4 separate regions of the Gossypium hirsutum genome follow, and regions 2, 3 and 4 are each linked to region 1. Evidence: chromatin contacts called from public Hi-C data. All regions are on one chromosome and are shown on one strand. Each heading gives the region's core, a stretch centred on a gene start, on an enhancer-like site or on the middle of the called end of the contact. The rest is flanking DNA. Distances are from core to core; before and after follow the strand shown. Region 1 holds the start of LOC107954751 (heterogeneous nuclear ribonucleoprotein 1). Region 2 holds the start of LOC107954735 (RRP15-like protein). Region 3 holds the start of LOC107954699 (probable E3 ubiquitin-protein ligase XERICO). Region 4 has its middle 30 kb from the start of LOC107956747.

The links. A called contact is a pair of places that touch in the nucleus more often than the background predicts.
Region 2: a Hi-C map of leaf shows a contact between it and region 1, with 4 times the contacts expected there. The contact joins the promoter of LOC107954735 here to the promoter of LOC107954751 in region 1. A contact is called at or near these places in 5 of 34 Hi-C or Micro-C datasets (callus, leaf and seedling).
Region 3: a contact with region 1 is called in a Hi-C map of leaf, with 2.0 times the contacts expected there. The contact joins the promoter of LOC107954699 here to the promoter of LOC107954751 in region 1. A contact is called at or near these places in 2 of 34 Hi-C or Micro-C datasets (leaf and seedling).
Region 4: a Hi-C map of leaf shows a contact between it and region 1, with 2.0 times the contacts expected there. The contact joins the enhancer-like site here to the promoter of LOC107954751 in region 1. A contact is called at or near these places in 2 of 34 Hi-C or Micro-C datasets (callus and leaf).

What each region holds. Positions count from the first base shown.
Region 1 is chrD07:34,898,749-34,901,926 of Gossypium_hirsutum_v2.1, reverse strand. LOC107954751 (heterogeneous nuclear ribonucleoprotein 1) reads right to left here and starts at 1,738. Exons shown (of 6, transcript XM_016890407.2): 1 at 1,543-1,738; 2 at 1,413-1,453; 3 at 1,137-1,300; 4 at 664-763; 5 at 371-540; 6 at 1-91. The coding sequence starts at 1,586.
Region 2 is chrD07:34,386,579-34,389,840 of Gossypium_hirsutum_v2.1, reverse strand. It overlaps LOC107954735 (RRP15-like protein), which reads left to right and starts at 1,415. Exons shown (of 8, transcript XM_016890385.2): 1 at 1,415-1,984; 2 at 2,091-2,192; 3 at 2,281-2,362; 4 at 2,466-2,485; 5 at 2,627-2,687; 6 at 3,228-3,262. The coding sequence starts at 1,601.
Region 3 is chrD07:34,627,021-34,630,198 of Gossypium_hirsutum_v2.1, reverse strand. It overlaps LOC107954699 (probable E3 ubiquitin-protein ligase XERICO), which reads right to left and starts at 1,366. Exons shown (of 2, transcript XM_041096572.1): 1 at 1,211-1,366; 2 at 1-524. The coding sequence starts at 426.
Region 4 is chrD07:34,543,329-34,546,652 of Gossypium_hirsutum_v2.1, reverse strand. No RefSeq gene overlaps it. Among protein-coding and RNA genes, the nearest start is that of LOC107956747, 30 kb to the left of the region's middle. Within about 2 kb of position 2,007, at least 3 of the 9 cell types and tissues checked have an H3K27ac peak or open chromatin away from gene starts, as enhancers often do. A contact at or near this core is called in leaf, where this site is marked.

The DNA.
Region 1 (3,178 bases), core at 489-2,988:
CATGATATGAGCATGCCCTAGGTTCACTACCATATGCAGGACCAGGTGGTGGGTTTGATGCTTTCTTTGGTTCAGCCTTCTTGATTTCAACCTACAACAAAGAAGCAAGTTAACCTATGTTTCCTTCATGTATGAATTATCTTGACAGCCTGCCTTGAGAAGAAGTGTCAGAACCAATGAACTCTGCTAAATTGAACTCTGAGAACAAAGAGAAGTGCATGATGAAATTTAACTTAATAGAATACAAATAATATTTACTTCCATCACCAGAAGAGTTTGGCATGCAGCTTCGCACTGTATTCGTGCAAAGGGTATATACATATCTGCTTACATCAGATTGTTTAGGGAACCATTGAACAATAGTACTCACCTGACTACCCTCCATATCTATCATATTTCCATTACCCAGCAAATTTTCAACAACTTTTTCATTGTCAAACACTATAAACCCAAAACCACGAGAGCGTTTGGTTGCATGGTCACGAATGATCTCATGTTCCACCACCTTTCCATACTTTGAGAAGAAATTCTTGAACTCATCTAAGGTCCAAACAGCAATGAAAAACAAAAGTAATAAATAAACAATACTCCAGTATAAACATCAAGAATAATGTTTAGTACAAAAACACTCATAATAAGATGCATATACATCAAATACCAGACCTTCGGTAACTGATGTTGGAATCCCACCAACAAATATTTTCTTTGTCTTGAAATCATTTGACTGTGAGGAACCTTTAGGAATAGTTCTTTTAATCTCAACCTGTGCCATAAAAAAATCAATCATTAATGATAGATTGTAAACACTTCAAAAAATCTCACAACAATATCAACCCAACTTTTCCATGAAACACGAAAACCACATTAGTGCTAAATCTACATCAAGAACATGGTGCTCACTTGCTAAGCTTCACAATTCAAATACAAAGTATGAAATATTTCTTTAGTTCAATGACTACAACATTAAAGCTAACAAACTTAGCTAACTCAAATGCAAAGAGTAACTAATCTCTAAGAAAACCAACAGACAAACTCTAAACTTATTAGAAACCGAGGCAGTTTAAAAGTTGAGAATTTTCCAAATTCTAAACAACAGCAGAATCTTAAAACACGAAATGGTCAAAGCTTAAGCTCACTTGTTTGCCATTAATAACATGGTCCTCTTGCATAACAGTGTCAACAACAGATGGATCCGCAAAGGTAATGAACCCGAAACCACGGGGCCGACCCGTATGCCGATCTTTCATTACAACAAAATCGGTTATCTCCCCATATTTTTCAAAATACTTGGTGAACGTCTCTGAAAATACCCAACAAAAAAAAGTAAAAAAAATAAAGCTCAGTAACTTAAAGAATCCCGTCGAACGAAAACACATATAAACATCAAAGGGAAAAAAGAAGGCGAAGCTCACCGAGAGTCGTATCCTTAGCTAAGCCTCCGATAAATATTTTCCTGCACGAGATAGAAGGAGGACAACGAACTATTAAACATTGAGGGCGTTAGGAAATAGGAAAGAGGTAAAGCGTTAGAACTTGTATTACCCAGGGCTAGCGCCGTCGTTATCACTGCCTGTTCTGGAACCCATGAAAGCTTGGTTTTGAGATCTAACGAGAGATATGCGAATGGTTAGAGTCCCTAGGGTTTGGAGTTACGCTGGAACAGAGGCAGGGTTTCAAATATCGATGGGAGAGGAATTGCTAAAAAAGACAAAAACTAAAAATCTACATTGAGTAGAGTTCTTAAATATTTGTTTAAAAATAATTTAAATAGGTATAATAGATTTTTGGGTAAAGTGTAGAAATGGTCCCTAAAGTATTACCATATTCTATTTTGGTCACTGAACTTTTCATTGTTTCTATTTTGGTCACTGAACTTTTCATTATTTCTATTTTGGTCACTGAACTCTTTAAAATCAAAATTTTCGGTCACTAAACATTAATAACCTTTTGAAATTTGATAGAAGTGCTAATGTGAGCTTTATTTTATTGGTCTACTAACAAATCTAGCCTTATGATGTTTATACGTTCTATCAATAAATTTCAATAAATTTAGCCTTTAATGTTTTCAAAATTGGTCATTTTATTTCGAACTCTAAAAAAATCAATAAATTTAGACCACAACATTTACAAAATAATCAATTTTGATTTTTAAAAATTTTGTAAAAAAATTATTGCAAGGTGATGTCTACAACATCTCTTTCCTCAAGTGGGAGGTTCCAATATATTTCACAACTCATTGATGAATGCCAAGGAATTCCACATTCCACAAATATAAACCTTTAACAAATAGGGCACTTAACACTGCTATTGTCTAGTTGAGTATATGTAGGGGTGAGCGTTCGATTGAATCGAGTGAAAAACTTTTGAGTTCACGAGTCCTATTTTATCATCCTAACTAAATTTGAATTTTTTTTCGAATCGAGTCGAGTGAAATGAAGTTCGAGTCGAGTCGAATCGAATCGAGTGAAATTGTTTGAGTTAAATTAAAAAAATTAAGCATGTCAAATAAAAATATTGTTACAATATAACTAATTCCATGTTCGACCACATATATTTGAAACCATATATATTTGGAAAAAATTCAAAGCAAAATAATAAAAAATGATACTTGAGTATGATAAATTTGAATAATTAATTAGGTCCCAAAAATATTATTTTAGAACATTTTTAAAATTTTAACTTTTTTATATATTTTTTAGAATTTTTTGAAAATTTTTAAATTTTTTTAAAAAATATATAAATTTTGAAATTTTTATAAATAATTTGAATTTTAAAAATTATTTTGAATTTTTTGTAATTTTTGTTGATAGAGTGACCAATTTACTTATTTTCAAAGTTGACATGGACTAAAAGGGTATTTACACCAATCTGTTATTTGAATTATTTGAGTTATTCGAATTGTGAAATTCAACTCGACTCAAACTCAAAACTCGAATCGAATTATTCGAGTTGACTCGAATCGAATTATTCGAGTTGACTCGAATAATTTAAATAACTCGATTTGATTAACTCGAAATTTGAAATTTTTTTCGACTTTTTCAAAGCGAATCGAGTTTTGCACACCTTTAGGTATATGAGCTTGCCCTAGTTGATAAGCAATCACGAGGATCAAACAAGGCATAACAATTTGGATAAGGACAGTATATTCCATCTGAGTGAAGAACATTTGCTTCTGCTT
Region 2 (3,262 bases), core at 166-2,665, 510 kb after region 1:
CTCGTACTTGTATTTGACAAAAATTATATATTTTGATACTAAAAAATGACTCTGTTAACTTTTTAGTGTTTAATCTAGGTTTTAGAGTCGAGTTAATGAAAATTCATAATTAGCTAATACTATTAATAATTAACTTTTATCAAATCAATTCTAAAACCTGAATTAAATCACATTCGTCAGATTATTTTTGATAAATTAAACGTAAAACTGAAAAAATCCACAATCAATGCTAAATTTATTCTATTAACAAAATCACGAAGAATTCAAACCTAATAATATTAACAATTAACTTTCAACCTTAAAAGTCGAATCAAAGAATAAAAAACTAGCACCACCACCTTTGAGTGCCAAAATATATAACTTTGTCAAATACAAGTACAAAATTGGACCAAAAAATAACATAAATACTACATTAAAAAAAGTTTCAAATTCAAATACCAAATGATATATTAAGCTTAAGGGTTTTTAACTTTAAAAGAACGGATCAAACCTATATAAATACAAAAATATTCTTTTTAACAACTTTTCAAATATTAAATTTGGTATCCTGATTCGAATTAATATAAATGTAAAAAAATGTTTTATTTCTCATGTTTTCATTATTAAAAACAAATTTTTTATTTATCGAATGTAATTTTAAATTTTAAAAAAATAAAAATAAATACCTCAACAATTTCGCTAGAATTTAAATGATTAACACTTTCATAACTATCCCCATATAGAAAACCTTAGTCTCGAGTCAAAAATGAAAGACATGATAATTTATTTGGTTCTCTATCTTTACAAAAAAACAATTATCTTTAACTCTTATTTTATTTTTCACCCTTTTTAGTTTTTGAATTTGTATTGTTTATCAAATCACCTCAAAATGGATGGAAGAGTTAATATTCATTAACTTTATTGTCATGGCATCCATGTAGCAGTCCATGTATATGCTATGTTAGCAATTAATTAAATTTTTTACTATAAAAAAAATAAGTTTTATATTATTTAATAATTTTTAATTTTTTTCAAATAAAAATAAATGATTAGTTGTTGATGTGGCATCCGTGTATATCACGTTAGTAAAGTTAACAAATGTTAATTTTTCTATTCATTTTAAAGAGATTTGACAAACAATGCAAGTTTAAAAACTAAAAGAGACGAAAAATTAAATGAATGCTAAAATGACTTTTTTTATAAAGTTGAATGGCGAAATAAGTCATTATGCCTAAACGAAATTAGCAAGATACCATGTCTTATTTGAAATATATTATAAAAATAAAATAATTTTGAAAATAAAAAGAATATATAGTAATTCTTTAATTCTAAAATTAAAAAGCTTACAAAAAAAATGAGGTTAAGGAAAAGCCCATAAAATAGCTGCAAATGAAAAAGGCCCATAAAATGGTGAATAAACCCAAAGCAAAGAAAAGCAGAAACCATGAAAAATGGTTAATAGACCCCTAAACCAAAGGAGAGAAAAGAACCCATACAAGAGCACATTGAAAAAAACCTCGTCTTCTCCGCTTTTGTTCTCTGTCTAACTAGGGTTTAGTAAGGGTTTTGATTGCAAATCTCTCTTCCTTTTGTTTGGGTATTTTGTGTGGAAAGGAAGAAGATGGTGATGGAGGAAGGCAGCACTGCAGTTGGGAAAAGGAAAAGAAATATGGGTAAAAAGAAAGGTAAGAAGCCTAAGAATAAGAAGCTTAAGATGTTAGAGGGCAAAGGGAAAAAGCTTAGATTAAGTAAGAAAATGAGGAATCTGTTTGAAAAACGTGCCCGTCAATATAATTCCGACGATGACGAGGAGGAGCGTGAGGAGGGGGAGGAAGCCCTCGGTGATACCCGGATCGGCCGCGGCGGTGATAATTCTTCTGAAGAAAATGATGGTTCAGAAGAAGTTGAAATTCAACCTGGGGTTATGAAGTTTACTGACGGTGTTAGAGCTTTCAGGTTGGCATTTAAGAACATTATAAAGAGGAATGTTGCTGATGATTCATTGGTAAAGCTAGTTTATCTACTTGGGTGTTTCTCATTTTACTATAAATAAATAAAAAAATTGTTTTCCTCCCCCCAAAGACTGATTTTTTTCTGAAATTTTCTCATAGGGTCCAGTATTATCAGGGCATAAGCAGCTTGTGGCAAAGAAGTTAGCTGAGGAGGAAGCTGAAAGGAAAGTTAAGGGAGAGGCTAAAAAAGAAAAACATTTGGTATTTTTCCTATAATAATTATACTTAAGGTTTTTACCATGACTTTTGCTGTTTATGCCATTTTATTCATGTGTTATTAATGTTACAGGTTGCAGAGAAGGGGCATTTCAAGCCTGCTAATTACTTGGATTCACATGAAAAGTTTCTCATTGGTATTGCTACAAAAGGAGGTAATATATATTTTTCTTCAAATGTATATATGATGTTTAGTTCATTGCAATTTCTTTCTCATACTAATTAAGTTTTGTTGTTTATGTTTTGTTGGGATTTCAGTGGTGAAGTTATTCAATGCTGTAAGTTGTTTTAGGGAAGCCTTACCCAATTTCTTTTTTACCATAAACATATTAGGATTTGATTTTGTCTTGATAGATATTAGGTTGATTTTTATTACGACCAAGTTGGGTGTGAACTTTGTTCTTTCATATATCATGTAGGTGAACAAAGCACAAAAGGCTCAGAAAGGACTGGACCCTTCAAGGTCTAAAGATGCAAAAGGTATGCTGATAATCTCTATGGCTATATAAGTTTAATACATCACTGGAAATTTGCAAGGTTATAACAATATGATCATCTCATTCGTATGTACGCAGTGATTTTCCTCACTAGGGCTGCAAGCCCGTTGTACATATGTATATGTATCTATGTATGCACAGTATTTCCACTTTTTTTCTCATCAAATGGTGAATACTCTGTGCTTTCAGCTTTGAAGCCAATAGCATAATCATTAGTTCTAGAGTGAAGAGTAAACACACATCTTTCTCTTATATTTGCCTTTCCAGTGCTATGCATGGCATAAAGTTACAAAGATGAATGGACCTTGTCATGATTGATTCAAATTTTCAAATATGTTATGCTTTTGAAACCCAATACTCATGAGACTGAAATTTTATCTAGGTCGTTTTCATTATTGTCATCTCTATTACTTATAGAGATTCCTCGTGAATGAATTTTTGACCAAACATTTTCTCTACATATTTAATGTAAATCCTCCTCCCGTTGCCGCCATCTGATTTTGTATTTTGTGCACCCTGCTAGTGATAAGGAGGCGAAGGAAGGAAGCCTTCTTTTCA
Region 3 (3,178 bases), core at 117-2,616, 270 kb after region 1:
ATTCCAATAGTTCAACCACTTTTCCAAGCATACCTTGTGAAACAGATGACCGCAGGACAAGCGGTTAATCTCTGATTCTGGTTCGAACCTAGTCAGGCAAACTGAACAGTCATGCTCCGGTTGACTGCCGCTACATACCGCATCGTACCGGGTCGATGGCATCCTGCTCCGGAACTCTTTAATGTAACTATCAGCATTACCGATGCTGATGTCGAATGATACCGCAGGGATTTCAATAAGATCCGAGGATGGCGGTGATGATGATGATGACGAGGAGGAGGAGGACGAGGAGGAGGAGAGATGGATACCGACAACGTGAAGGATTGATCGAATTATGCCTTTAACCATAGATATGGATAAAGCTGTGTTTACCAAGAGTACACATAGCACTCCTTCTGATGGGGCTGGGAGACTTGAGAGACCCATTCTTTTGTATCAAGATTAAGCTATGTGTATTCGAACAAATGATTGTATGAACAAGTTAAGGATATAAATGATGTCACTCTCTTGCAGATATATATGACCTGGAAACATAAAACCTCCATTAGAATAGCATTCATTGAATATAAATTCAATGCACAAAAAACAAAAGAAGGTAATCAAGCTTTTAATTCACAAAACTCACATGAATACAACCTCAAAGATAAACAAATTGATGATCAAAGGTTTAAATAAAGAGTTTGATTCCAACCATATTGCCATGAATATTAAAATATCAAAGAAATTGAAAAGATCAAATCATAGTATGTGATTTTCAAATTAAAAGAATCCAACATGAGAATTGGGACTTGGCAGCCTAAAAAGCTAACACCCCCCACAAAGATCAATGCTAAATGGAACACCTTTCAAAAGCTTTCTTATAATTAAGATCTAGCCATGTTCAAACCTTGGTGATGGTGATAATCATGGTCAAAATAGGGAAAACAAAAAGGGGAAAGCAAAAGATATCATATTTCCAAATTGGAAAAGATAAATTAAAAAGAAAAATCAAATCCCAAATAGAAAACCCAAAAAAAAAAAGAGAGAGAAAACATAAACAAAGTTAAATGAGATCTAACATTTTCATTCATAATAACAAAAACCCCATAAAGTTACCCTTAGTATCTTTCCTTTGATTCATAGTAAGAAAACCAACATTTCTTTAAACATAGAACAAGCAGCTTTAAAAGAGTAAAAAGATTTGCGTTTGTTCAAAAGCAAAGGAACTTACACAAAAAGAGGACAAATTTTCATGGGATCAGTGAAGCATAAGGAAAAGAAAACTGGGTTTTAACAGAAAGTAAACATGTAAGCTTTTCTGAAGTGAGGTGATGGCTGCTCTGCCATCCTTCTCTGCTTATATAGCAATCCCCCCACCCTAACTCTAAAAACAAACTGTGGTTAGCCTTCCGGGTTTTCCGGACTCTATAAACCCTTTAACCATGGTTACTTTATATCATCAATATAATTTTTACTACTTCAGTTTATAATCTTTTGTGCCTTCAAGCTTAAGCTTATAACTAAACTTTCGTTTCTTTTCTCTTTTTTACCCTCAAAAGAAAAAAATCTTTAATTAGAAGTTATAGAATTGCAGCAGCTAAAAGAGGAAAGGTAAAAGAAACCATCTTTCACATTTTCAGATACAAAGTTCCCATTTTTTACAAAAGATTACTATTTTGAGAATGGAATCATTACTATTTTTAATCATTTCTCATAACAATTATTTTAGAATAGTGTTGAATGGATAGAAAGAATCATAAGTAAATGAAGTTCCCCATCATTTGATTTAATGGATTACTGCAATATTTTTATCGAAATTCAAAACTTAATTTCAATAGTTCAGTAATGTTACTAACCAATTTGATCATTTGAGCAGCGATTTAGATAAGCGGCAGGCGGTGGCTTTCACCCACTAACAATAATAATACTACTTCATAACCCTTATAAACTAATAGGATGGTAACCTCTTAAAAATTTATATTTTATCTTTAATTTCATAATTGATTTTACCTTAAAATTCGAGTTTTCATATTTAAATATGAATTTATAAAAATTTATATTTTATCTTTAATTGTGCAACAGAGTTTGCCAATTTCAATATTTAAAAATATATTAAAAACAATTATAAGACACGAGAACTTCGCTATGCATCACATTGTAAATTTTTATTTTAACCTCTTAAAAATTTTTACTTTATCTTTGATTTTGTAACTGACTTTACCTTGACATTCGAATTTTAATATTTAAAAATGAAATTTAAAAAATCATAAAACACGACAAATTTGCTATGCATCACATGATAAACTTCCATCTAAACCTCTTAAAAATTTATATTTTATCTTTAATTCTGTAATCGAGGTTGCCTCGAATTTCAAATTTTAACATTTAAAAATAAAATTAAAAAAAACACAAAACACATTTAGTTTTCCATTCATCACATTGTAAATTTTCATTTTAACCACTTAAAAATTTATATTTTTTCTTTCATTCCGTAACAGGCTTCACCTCAAAATTCGAGTTTCAATATTCAAAAATGAAATTGAAAACAATCATAACAGACGAGAACTTCGCCATGCATCACATTGTAAATTTCCATTTTAACCTCTTAAAAATTTATATTTTATCTTTGATTCTGTAATCGACTTGGCCTCAAAATTTGAATTTTAATACTTAAAAATGAAATTAAAAAAAATCATAAAACGCGAGAACTATGCTATGCATCACATGATAAATTTCTATTTTAACCACTAAAAATTTATACTTTATCTTTGATTCTGTAACTAACGTTGCCTCGAAATTCGAATTTTACTATTTAAAAATGAAATTATAAAAATATCATAAACACAAGAAGTTTTATATACATCCCATGGTAAATTTCCATTTTAACCACTTAAAAATTTATACTTTATCTTTAATTTAGTAACAGTTCGCCTCAAAATTCGAGTTTCAAAATCTAAAAATAAATTAAAAACAATCATAAGGCACGAGAACTTCGCTATGCATCACATTATAAATTTCCATTTTAACCTATTAAAAAATTATATTCTATCTTTGATTCTCTAACTAACTTGGCCTCGAAATTCGAGTTTTAATATTTAAAAATCAAATTAAAAAATCATATAACACGAGAAGCTTGCTATGCATCACATGATAAATTTCTATTTTAACATCTTCAAAATTTATACTTTATCTTTGATTC
Region 4 (3,324 bases), core at 758-3,257, 360 kb after region 1:
CACCAATTGTTGATATAAGTCTCAATAAGGGAAAAGCAATGGAGGAGAACGTGGTAGTGCAAAGGAGGTCAATTCACTTAAACAGGTGGAGACTGGAAAAGAACAAAAGGAGGAAGAAGTAAGAAGTAAGCTATGAGGGCTAAGAAGGTTGAAAACAGAGTGAGGTATTTAGGGTTTGCTCATGCGAAAAAGATCATTTCCTTATCGAATTAGAGGGTATTTATAGAAGATACCCCTTGTCCTATAATGGTGACATGGCAAGGTGGTTACCATCATGGAGTACTTGAAGGGGTGAGACCCATTCTATTATGCCTTTTGAGGATGTACGAGGTTGTAATGCCCAGATGGTCCCAGTGGTCTTTGAGAAGAGTATTCACATTGAAAAACGGGTAGTCAAACCTTGTTTAGTGGGTAGCTTGATGGAAGGAGATGTCTTTCCTCAAGATGGGTGATCATGACAACGTGTAGATAATCTTGGGAGGTTGAGTAGTCTAAGACATCCTGACGAGTAATAAGTGAAGAACCATCTTCAGACATCCACTTGATGCCTTTTAGAAGTGTCACATGTTTAGCCTAAGTAGGAGTATAACTTATTTAAAGTAGATCAAAACAAGACAAACAAATCTAATTTAAGAGATTGATAGATATATACAAGTTGAGTGATGACTTTTCTTTTTGAGGTTTTTCCTGAACTAGGTTGGGTTTAACTCAAACTAGGTTTGAGTTGATCTAGTAATCCATTTCCCTAGTAACAATAAAATATAAAAATTATTTAATGATGAAGTTTAAATAACATTTTTATTAGTAAAAAATAAATAAAATAGATGCAATTTAAATTTAAAAAATTGTTCAAAATTTGATTATAAGAATTGTTATATGCATGTGTTAGAGCGTTTTAACTTTGATTAGAACACCTCAAATTAATTTGTAGAACAATTAATTAAAATAACATATAGAAATTATTTACACAATTCAATTATCACAATATATGTCTACGAAGTCATGCTTACAAGAATGATTCACTCTATGACCTATATATATTATGATTACTATAGCCTTTGTGTGTGATCATAACAACATCCCTTTACCCATCAAATACCTTTCTCTTTAAGCCTATAAGACTTGTGTTTTTTGCCAAAGAGCTGATTAGTCTCCAAAACACATTAACATCGAGAGTTCTTTTTTGAATGAATTTGATGGTCACAATTAGTGCAAATCACAATTAGGACTACAATGATTGAGACAAAACCTAGATTTATTGTAGGTAACTATTGAAAAATTAATGAATCTCTAATTGTCACTTATTGATCCGATATTTATTTCCATTAAAAATAATTTATATTCAAATTATCATTATACTAAAAAATTATTAAAATTTTATCAATAATTATATTATAAGAAAGACTAAGGGTTAATTTCAATAATGATTCTAAAAAGCACTTTTGATTAAAAAATATTTTTGAAATAAAAATATTTTTAAACAAAACGCTTTACAATGATTGGCCAAATATAAAAACAAAAATTTTGAACTTTCTTAAAAACACTTTTTCACTCTAAAAATATTTATTAAAAGTATTGCTAAACTTGCGTGACTCTTGTAACACCCAAGTGTACGTCACTCACTCGTGATAATGCAACAACTAATTTGAATCTAGCGGATTTGAAGGCTTTTTTGATTGGAGTGAAGAATCAATACTTCTCTAGTGTTTCATGGTTTCCTCATGGCCGTGGCCTCCATCAAATTAAGGGACATCTGTGTCTTTTCGCCTAACAAACCGAAAAACAGAGTAGTTAAATAATAATTAAGAGTATTTTAGATTATGTTAGGTCCTTGACTTTCCACAAATATGCTTCAAAATTTCTAAACCCACATGATTACCTCTTCAAAGGGGAAATTATATGTTGTCAGATTTTCAGGATGTTAGTCATCAGTTCAATAAATCAAGCTGTGACACGTAATATCAACTTTTACATTGTAATAATTCAACGCTAATATAGTACATATATATTTATGTGTCTGAGAATGGATAATGACCTTGGCCTCAGATGATATGTTCCACTTTTATGGTGTGGGATAAATAATATTAAAAATTCTAATATATGATAATAAATAATAAAATATAAAATTTAGAATTATTTAATAATAATATATGAAATATATACAAGGTTAAAATGAAAAAATTAGATTAATTTGTAAGTAAATGAAATTTAAATTTATAAATACTTTGAATTAAAAATACTAAATGAATATAATTATTTATCCTAAAATCAGTTATTAGAAAACCAGTTAACAGAATCAATTATTAGAATCAATTAGTCAAACCAGTCACTACAATCAACAATCAGTTAAACAGTTAAATTAATAACTTATTTTTCAATTATTATCATTCTAAATAATTAATAAATTGTATTCATACAAAATATTTTATTATACTAAGTAAATGCAACTTTTTTTACTTTAAATTTAGTAACAAATTAATTAATTAACTAGAGGCAAAGACCTAATTAAACATTTTAAATGCTTCAAACAAAGACGCATAAAAGCTATCAGAGAAGGTCGTGGATACTACGTATAAAAGTCGCAGTTGGAATCTGCGAATCTATGAATACACAACAGACAAACATATATGCAATATAAACTGTCATATCTTCCACCTTTCATAATCTTTCCCCCCATGCATATGCAAAGTAATAAGATATTATATGACGTTCCTAAGCAATCATATTCCATTGTTAGTCATGATATCATCTGCGAATTTATATCATTAATCATAAACATACAATCATAAAATCGAATTTATATCATTAATCATAAACATATAATCATAAAATCATTCATCCATGTGTTTATTCATTCTATCCTAATCCGGGGCCTAATTGCATAATCTAGTTCTCTAGATACCGTTAAAAACCTAATCAGGGACTAAATCGCATAAAATAAGTAAGGATTAGGCAAAACTATAAAATTTAAGTTTCAGGGGCCACACAGCTGTGTGTTCAGCCCATGTGTGTGGCCCCAGGTCGTGTGCGAAGCGAAGAAGTGTAGGTGCAGGAGCCACACGGCCGTGTGTCCAGGCCGTGTACAAATCACGATTACAAGGGGGAAACAGGGGACACAATCGTGTGAGGGATCGTGTGTCCCACACGGGCAGGCCACATGCCCGTATGGTAGACCGTGTGTACCTGGGCAGTTTCAAAATTTGACCCGATTTTTTTGTAAAAAGTCACCCACCTTACTTTCTCGGGATCTCAAGCGACCACCCCACGTTCAAGCTTGATCCAAACACCTACAAGGGTCTTTCAATTGACCAAACGAGACGATTA